3 separate regions of the Mus musculus genome follow, and regions 1 and 2 are each linked to region 3. The links are chromatin contacts, called in public HiChIP or PLAC-seq maps. All regions are on one chromosome and are shown on one strand. The core of a region is the stretch at or near the end of the contact, and the rest is flanking DNA. Distances in the headings are between cores, read along the strand shown. Region 1 has its middle 25 kb from the start of Tpd52. Region 2 holds the start of Tpd52 (tumor protein D52). Region 3 has its middle 21 kb from the start of 4930539M17Rik.

Region 1 (2,700 bases), core at 75-2,574, 94 kb after region 3:
GGGTCTTACTCAGATCCTCGGACTGCCAGGGCACGCCCTTTGCTGACCCAGGCATCTCCCAGTCCAGAAACCGAATCTTAAGGGATCTGGCCTTGGCATTCTGAGTTATCTATTAATGTTACCAGTGGAGCAAATTTTGCTGGTGCTGTTTTGGAGAGAGAAGTTCTGAGGCCTAGGAGTGGGGAAAGGGCAAAAAGGATGGGCCAGTGCAGAGGAGGCTCTGTGCGTCTCTCCAGCTGCTGAGGAAGGATTTTCCCTAGGGAGACAGCAAACTTGCTGCTGGTTCTACCATTGAGCAGTTTTCACCTTCCATGTTAGGATGGCTGACCTTGTGGGCATTAGAAAATCAAAGCAGTTGCATTTCATGTATTTTTTTGTGTGTTAGTGCTGGTTACGGTGGTGGTGGAGGTGGTGATGTCTTATAGAGTCAAATCTGGCCTCAGATTCATTATATAGCTCTGGCTGGACTTGAACTCCTGATCTGCTTGCTTCTAGGAAGTTACTCTTCACCTCTTTTCCGTTTTCACCATGAGTTATCTGTATCTGTTGTATAGAAACAGATAGGAAAGCATAGCAATAATGCATTTAATAGGAAATCATATTTTAAAACCTTTATTTATGCAAATTTATTTAAATAAATCAAGAATATTAATTTTAGAATTAATTAATACAATATATTTTATGTATAACATTGTATTTTATTATATGCAATATATAAAATTTATATATTTATATGTAATTTACAATATAGTCTTATGTTTATATATAAGTGAATAAAATTAAAAATTTCATATTTTATCAATTAATTAAGCATATCAGTTTACTTTTCTGCCACTGTGGCCAAAATGCTTGGCAGAGTCAACTTACATGAAGAAAGTTTGTTTATTTACTTAGGCTCACAGTTTCAGAGCATTTTGATCCTTCCTGTAGGGGAGCCGAGGGACAGGGGCAGGCAGGCTCCTCTATCAGGAGGAGGAAGTGAGGCAGGAACCAGATGGCCTACTTCTGCCAGCAAGGTCACCTTCTAAGGTTTCTACAGCCCTTTAAAATAGAGTCACAGACTGGGAGCAGGCATTTAAAACGAAGCTGGTGGGGGACCTTCCTGCTTCAACTCACAGCCTTAAGTGTCTTACTGAAACCTCAGCATGCTTAAACACTTCTCCTACTCTTGGGTTGGCTGTACGTGTACAGCAAGGGGTAGAGGTGCTAACAGAAGCTTCAGACCATGCTAATAAAAGTCATTTTCTCCACTCACTACATTTCTCTCCCTCTCCTGCACACACCCTGTCAGGTCAATGTTCAAGTTCTTAATCACAGGCCTTTCCCTGAAACACTGGGTGCTTTGTTTGGCCGTCCTTCAAGGATCAGATTTCCTGCGTTCAAAGGGAACCTGGAACCTGCTTGTGCTTGCCTTTTGTCTCCTAAGACACCCTCTGACATCCTCTGAGGTCTGCAGTATGATGAACATTCTTTTGAAGAATGGTGTTGAGGAAGGCTATTTTCTTTCTTTCTTTTTTTTTTAAAGATTTATTTATTTATTTATTATATGTAAGTACACTGTAGCTGTCTTTAGACACTCCAGGAGAGGGCATCAGATTTCGTTACGGATGGTTGTGAGCCACCATGTGGTTGCTGGGATTTGAACTCGGGACCTTCGGAAGAGCAGTCTTAACCACTAAGCCATCTTGCCAGCCCGGCTATTTTCATAAAAGGTTTGTATTCCTGCCTTGGTGCTTCTGTGGCTTATTTCTGCTCACGTGACCTTGTCAGTTATGTTAGGGTGCATCCAACTTCGGTAGGCTGTTCTCTTCCCTGCTTCTCTAACAAAAGGTTTTCCTTTCCCCTTCCCCTCCTTCCCTTTCTCTCTCTCTCACTCTCTCTCTCTTTCTCTCTCTCCCCTTTCTCCCCTTTCTCCCCTTTCTCCCCTTTCTTCCTTTTTCTCGAGACAGGGTCGCTACATAGTCCTGGCTGTCCTGGAATTCTATAGACCAGGCTGGTTCTTGAATTCCCAGACATTCTGTGTCTGCCTCCTAAATGCTGGGATTAAAGATGTGGTCCTCCACACCTGACAGTTTATTTTATCTTACATTTCCACGTTTATCACTGAGGAAAGTCGAGGCAGGAACCTGGAAGCAGGAACTGAAGCAGAGACTGGGGGAGGAGTGATGTTTATCATCTCACTCAGCATGCTCTATGCACCCAAGCCCGCCTACCTAGGAGATCTCCCCTATCAGTCACTAAGAAAATGACCCACAGACTTGACTATAGGCAAGTTTGATAGCCACAACTCAACTCACAATCCTACTTCCCAGATACGTCCAGATTTGTGTGTGTCAGGTTGACAGGGAAGATTTTGTTTTTTCCTTCTTTAAACTATTAATGCTAATCAGATATGTTTCAGAAGGTGCCCCAGAAACCCCAGAGTTGCAGCATTCTGCTTTGAAGTAACTGAGACACAGGGTTCTTGTTTATACAGAAAGCTGCTTGCCTGGAGACTTGGCATCACCTCAAAGTACTGATACAAGGATGTCACTTCCGGCGTCTGCCGTCACTTCCGGCGTCTGGCATCATGTCTGGCGTCTGACATCATGCTAGGTGCCATGCTTTTTACTTGCCGTTAACTCCGTAAGGATGGATAAATCATATAAAGATCATTTGGTGTGTGCACCTTTCAGAAGACAAAATAGCAGCAAACATAAC
Region 2 (2,700 bases), core at 180-2,679, 120 kb after region 3:
ATAAATATTTTTGTTAAAAATAAATTCTCAAAAAGTTTAAATTAGACAAAGGCATTCCCTAGAGTACACACGACTACCTAAAAAGAACAGAAACGAGAATCAGTCATAAATTGAGATGAATATGGATCATCTTAGAGATTTTGAAGACTAGTCATACACTGGAATTTCTGCTCATCATTAAAATGGTTTGCTTTTGGGGGCTGGAGAGATGGCCCTGGGTTAAGATTGTTTACTGCTCTTACAGAGGACCCAGGTTCAGTTCCCTGACTTCATATAGTGCGTCATAACTGCGTGTTGGTCCTAGGGGATTCTGTCAACCTGTTCTGACTCCTACTGACATGAACTCGAGCCCACACAAACAACACAATAGAAAGCTCAGGCCTTACATTTCAGAGACTATAAATAGATTCCAGAGATTATGTATTGTTTTTGTGTTTTTGAGATGGGGTCTCTCATTGAAGTCCCAGCTAGCTTCATGGCAATCCCCCTGTCTCAGGTTTCTGAGTAATGTGATTATGGCATGAGCCACCATGCCTGGCTTGACCTATTTCCTCCTTTTAACTTAGTTCCACCAAGGGCCTGCAAGCGCTGTTGGGTCACAGCAATAGCCATGGAGAGAGCATGAGCAGGGTCTCTGGAGGCCTGGGATGGAGGAAGTGGACTTGGTGATTGTAAAGTTTTACCAGCCAGCTCCCTTTCTGCCTGGAGGGTGTGCCAAAGAAACAAGTTCTTTGTAGAGCCCTGAGGGCATGCCTGACTTTGCTTAAACAAAGGAGCTGAAACACCCCCTGCCCCCAGCTGTGGGAGTTTCAGCCCCCCCACCCCCCACCCCGGAAGCGGTGGGAGCTGCCTGCACCTTCCAGCTACTTCCTATGAAAACCTCATTCTTCCAAAGAGTCAGTTTAAAATTGTTTGACAGTTATTCAGATTCTGCTTTAGAAAAAAAAAAAAGGATGATGGGTCTAGCTTTATTTTTGTATTAGGTTCTGCTTAAAAGGCTGCTTGCTAAACACGGGATGCCAAGCTCTCAGAATCCTGTATAATATAGGGTGCAAGAAAAGTATCACCCAGATGGCATTTTCGGGGAGATTACTGACAGATAATCCTCTCTTGTCCTAGAAGATTAAGTCTGCCCCGCCGACGATGTGGTCAGATGACCGGTCTAAAAAAGTTGTATTTTAAACAATATTCCTGCTAGTGTCTAGTGTTTGTACAACTGAATGGGGCTCCAGAGTGGGGGGCCTCCTTTGTGTACAGAGGGAAGGCCACTCCCTCTGCCCCGGTTATTCTTTGTTCAGTGAATTAGCGACAGGTGGTGACTAGGGCCCTCCTAAGGGAGGAGTCACTACAGACCTGCTCGTGGGAGCCGGAGCCACGCCGGGGCCGGAGCTGGGCGGGGCTTTAAGCCCGGTTCCTCTGGGCCGGAGCTGGGCGGGGCTTTAAGCCCGGTTCCTCTGGGCCGGAGCTGGGCGGGGCTTTAAGCCCGGTTCCTCTTCTCACCTGGGCTGCACAGGTCAGCCGGATCTCCCTCAGCCCGGGGCTCCCAGGCTGCCGCAGCGCCATGCTCGCCTTGCTCGCTGCCTTCAGCTAGCATGGAGTGCAGAGATATGGAGTTGGCTGATGATTACCAATCCCCCTTTGATTTTGATTCTGGAGTGAACAAGAACTACCTCTACCTCTCTCCAAGCGGGAACACCTCGCCGCCTGGTTCACCTACACAGAACGTTGGTAACTATTTGTGTAGTGAGTTCCCTCTGCTGTGTTCTTCAACATGGGAAGTTATTTTTGGTTGTTAACTGTTTAGAGTGGGACAATGAATTTTAAAGTTGGCACCGTCTGTTTCTATGCTCCTTAGAGGTCTGTGGATGTGCGGTGATGGTGAATGACACGGAGGGTCTTGGGGTCAAATAGTGGGTACAGTTTTAAAATCTGCCTAGGCAGTGTCTTAGTAAAGGATGCTTAGGCATTCAAAACCGTTCACCACACTCAAGGGCCTGGTGAGTGTGCTACAATAACACCACAAGTATCAAGGTGAAGATAGGCTTGGGTTTTCCCTTGGGAGACCAAAAGCCATGTAGACAAATAGCTATGTACACCTCACAGTTTCCAAAAGGGAAAATGAAAAACCACCACACCTTTGGAAGCAGCTGTTTCTTCCCATGTGGGACACGGATTTGTTCACAAGGCGGAAACCAGGCTGTGACAGTCTGAATTGATCCCCACATAGGGTCCAGCAGAAGTGGGGACAGCCTCCTTCCCAGCTTGCAGGAAGGATCCTATTGCTTGCCAAGAAGAGGAGATGGCTTAATGAACTCCTCTGTCAGAGTCAAGGAAGCAACTTGGCTTTCCCAGAAGAAGTTAATTATTTCCTTACTGTGGAGAATTGGTTACGTTTTGTTCTTTTTAAACAGTAGAGCTTGGGAAACCTAGAAGACAGTGAAGGACAGACTGTGGCACCTCTGATCCAAGCTGCTGGGGGTTTGGACGTTTGCAGGGCACAGGTGTGTGCTAACACAGCATGCTTCAGTGCTTGGTTATAGCAGCCACCTTTGAGGTATAGTCTGGATTTTCAGAAACCCACATATGTTGATAGTTTCAGGCTAACACTGCCCTCTAGAAGTTGGAAGCTGTTAGTAATGTCTGTGGGAGACAGGGCATGGGAAAAGCATTTTTCTTCTCATTTTCACACTTCCCTTGCCT
Region 3 (2,700 bases), core at 150-2,649:
TTTCTGCATATCTATAGTCTGGAAGCACTCACAAGCTTGTCAGAATCCTCTCTAACACAGATGCAAAGAACAGGACTTTACTCCCTAGTGCCAATTTAGATATGCCAGCAGATCCAAGACCATTGCCTATTGGCAACTATCCCCCTCCCTCTTCCCCCTCCTCCTTCCCCTCCCCTCCCACTCTCCTTTTCTCTTTTCTTTTCTCTTTCCTCTTTTTTCTTTTCTCTTCTCTTCTCTTCTTTTCTTTTTCTTTTCTTTCTTTCTTTTTTTTTTTTTTTGAGACAGGGTCTCACTATGTGGCCCTAGCTGGCCTAGAACTAGCTGTATAGACCAGGCTGGCCTCTGTATCACAGAGATCTACCTGCCTTTGCCTCTCTAGTGATGAGATTAAAGATGTGCACTACCACCCAGGGCTATTTATTGGATTTTTGTGGTAGGGTCCCATATGATTTAGGTGGGCCTGAAACTCACTGTGTAGTTGATGACTCCCTGCCTCCACCTTGTAAGCGCGCTACAGAGCTGGGGACAGGGTCTCTCTGACGTAGCTTAGGCTAGACTTAAATCCTAGGGCCTCCTTCCTCACCTCAGCCTCCGGAGTGCTGGGATCTCGGGTTCATGCTTGCCTAACAGAATACAAATATCGTTATACTGTACTGCACAGGAGATCACAACCAGCAAAACGTTTGCATGTGCTCAATATAGAAGCCATTTTCCAACTAACCCACTCCACCTGTGTCTGGCTAAACTGGAGATATGGAGTGCCCACGAACCTGCTGCCAGCACGACCTCCAGACATTAGCTAGTCCTTGCAGGACAGTGGTGTTCGTTCCCATAAATGGGGCTATAAGACTGGGTGGTGCTGGCGTACACCTGTGAACTCATCACTTGGGAGACAGAGACAGAAAGATCTCTGTGAGTTTAAAGCCACCTTGGTCTACAGAGCAAGTTCCAGGACAGCAGAGCTACATGAAGAAGCTCTGTCTCGGAAAAACCAAAGCAAAACGAGGTGTGAGACATCCCTCATGAATGGGATAGATTGAAGATTGCTGCCTGGGGATGCCGGCTCACTCCTGTACTTCCATCGCTGGGAAGCCTGTTTTATTTTGTTTTGTTTTTTAGAGACAGGGTTTCTCTGTATAGCCTTGGCTGTCCTGGAACTCACTTTGTGTAGACCAGACTGGCCTTGAACTCAGAAATCCGCCTGCCTCTGCCTCCCAAGTGCTGGGATTAAAGGCGTGCGCCACCACGCCCGGCTTCATCGCTGGAAAGTCTGAAGCAGCAGGGTCCACATACAACCTGGGCTACAGAGTAAGCCCAGGCTTACCCAGAATACATAGCAAAATGCCATTTCAAAAATAAGATAACTTAACAAGACTAGAATAATATTACTGCCGTGAACATAAAAGGCTTCCTCTTTCATGTTACAAAATGGTGGGGGAAGATAAAAATGGCACAGAAGATTTCAACAAAACTTTCTCAGTTTGTTTGAGTTTTGCTTAGAATGCAAGAAGGAAGGAACTCTGAGTTGTTGGGGTTTGTTGTTGTTGTTGTTGTTGTTTCGTGACTTTAAAAAACATTTTTTTTTAAAATGGAGTTTCTCTTTTTAGTCCTGGCTGTCCTGAAACTCACTCTGTAGACCAGGCTGGCTTCTCAAACTCGACAGTTTTTCCTGCCTCTGCCTCCCAAGTGCCACACCCAGTTGCGTATTTGAGAGCCATTAACCCGAAAGACCGGAGAGGAAGTCGTCCCCGCCCCCCGCCCCCCCCCCCCCCCCACTTCTCCCGCTCTGCAGCAGAACTGCTCTGTGAGCCTGCTCTCTTTCTGCTTGTAAATCCACTTTATCTGCTGACTTGGAGCCACAGGACAGGGAAATGGCGTCTAAAAGTGACTTGGAATTCTGGGGACATTCTTGGCTGAGACACCCAATCACAGGATCAGCCAGCCCCGGGCCAGATTGTGAAAGAAGCTACGTGTCTCAGGGCGCCTCCATTCCTGAACCCCCACCTGCCCTTTCAACATCTGCTTCCGCCCCAGGCACCAACAGTCACGAGATTCCTAAAGTCACCTTTCCCAGCACACTGAAGTCAGGCTTACAAAGGTAAGAGACTTGCCAAAAGTGGGCTCAGCCCTGCTTTGAAAGTCTTTATGGAATAGTCAGAGAGAGACAGGGAATTACTGAGACGCCAGAGAGGGTGTCTCTAAAATGCCTTCAAAGGAAAGGCCATGCCAGACGTGGTTGTGTTTGCCTGTTATCCCAGCACCTGGGGCACAGGAGAATCAGGAGCCCAGGTCAGTCTCAGCTACATAGCTACTCTGAGGTCAGCCTACGCTACATGAGACCCTGCCAGAGCAATACAGAGGGATGGAGAAAGAACGGAAGGGACGGGAAAAGGAAAGAGAGAAGACCAGGGGACATTTTCAGTGTCTCAGCACCTCTGTATGACACAACTAGCCTCCATCTTCTTCAAAATCAAGTACTCCAACTGGGTGCTTTGCAGGCACCATACACAAATGTATGGAAGGAACAAAGGACAGGCAGGGTGAGACTCACTGAGAATGGACCCATGAAGAAACAGACAAAGTTCCTCCCTCTCCTTTTCTCCATTTCTGCTTACATGATGGACGTGGGAGAGAGACGAGGGTGTCTAGGAGAACCCGTCAAGTTTTATATTACACTACATTGTAGTTTATATTATAAAG

Evidence for each region. HiChIP or PLAC-seq counts read pairs in DNA pulled down with a chosen protein or histone mark.
Region 1: a contact with region 3 is called in an H3K27ac HiChIP or PLAC-seq map of embryonic stem cells, with 7 read pairs. The contact joins two enhancer-like sites. A contact is called at or near these places in 2 of 115 datasets of contacts at active chromatin or transcription factors (embryonic stem cells and microglia) and 1 of 9 other capture datasets (adipose tissue).
Region 2: a contact with region 3 is called in an H3K27ac HiChIP or PLAC-seq map of embryonic stem cells, with 13 read pairs. The contact joins the promoter of Tpd52 here to the enhancer-like site in region 3. A contact is called at or near these places in 1 of 39 promoter capture datasets (macrophages), 1 of 15 datasets of contacts at CTCF or cohesin (large pre-B cells), 8 of 484 Hi-C or Micro-C datasets (Th2 cells, bone marrow-derived macrophages, embryonic stem cells and 2 more), 7 of 115 datasets of contacts at active chromatin or transcription factors (craniofacial prominence, embryonic midbrain, embryonic stem cells and 2 more) and 3 of 9 other capture datasets (adipose tissue, liver and pancreatic islet).

Annotation. Positions count from the first base shown.
Region 1 is chr3:8,987,370-8,990,069 of GRCm38.p6, reverse strand. It overlaps a transcript of Tpd52 not described here. Among named protein-coding and RNA genes, the nearest start is that of Tpd52, 25 kb to the right of the region's middle. Within about 2 kb of position 1,324, at least 59 of the 459 cell types and tissues checked have an H3K27ac peak or open chromatin away from gene starts, as enhancers often do. A contact at or near this core is called in embryonic stem cells, where this site is marked.
Region 2 is chr3:8,962,875-8,965,574 of GRCm38.p6, reverse strand. It overlaps Tpd52 (tumor protein D52), which reads left to right and starts at 1,429. Exons shown (of 6, transcript NM_001025262.2): 1 at 1,429-1,728. The coding sequence starts at 1,593.
Region 3 is chr3:9,081,535-9,084,234 of GRCm38.p6, reverse strand. No RefSeq gene overlaps it. Among named protein-coding and RNA genes, the nearest start is that of 4930539M17Rik, 21 kb to the right of the region's middle. Within about 2 kb of position 1,399, at least 15 of the 459 cell types and tissues checked have an H3K27ac peak or open chromatin away from gene starts, as enhancers often do. A contact at or near this core is called in embryonic stem cells and trophoblast stem cells, where this site is marked.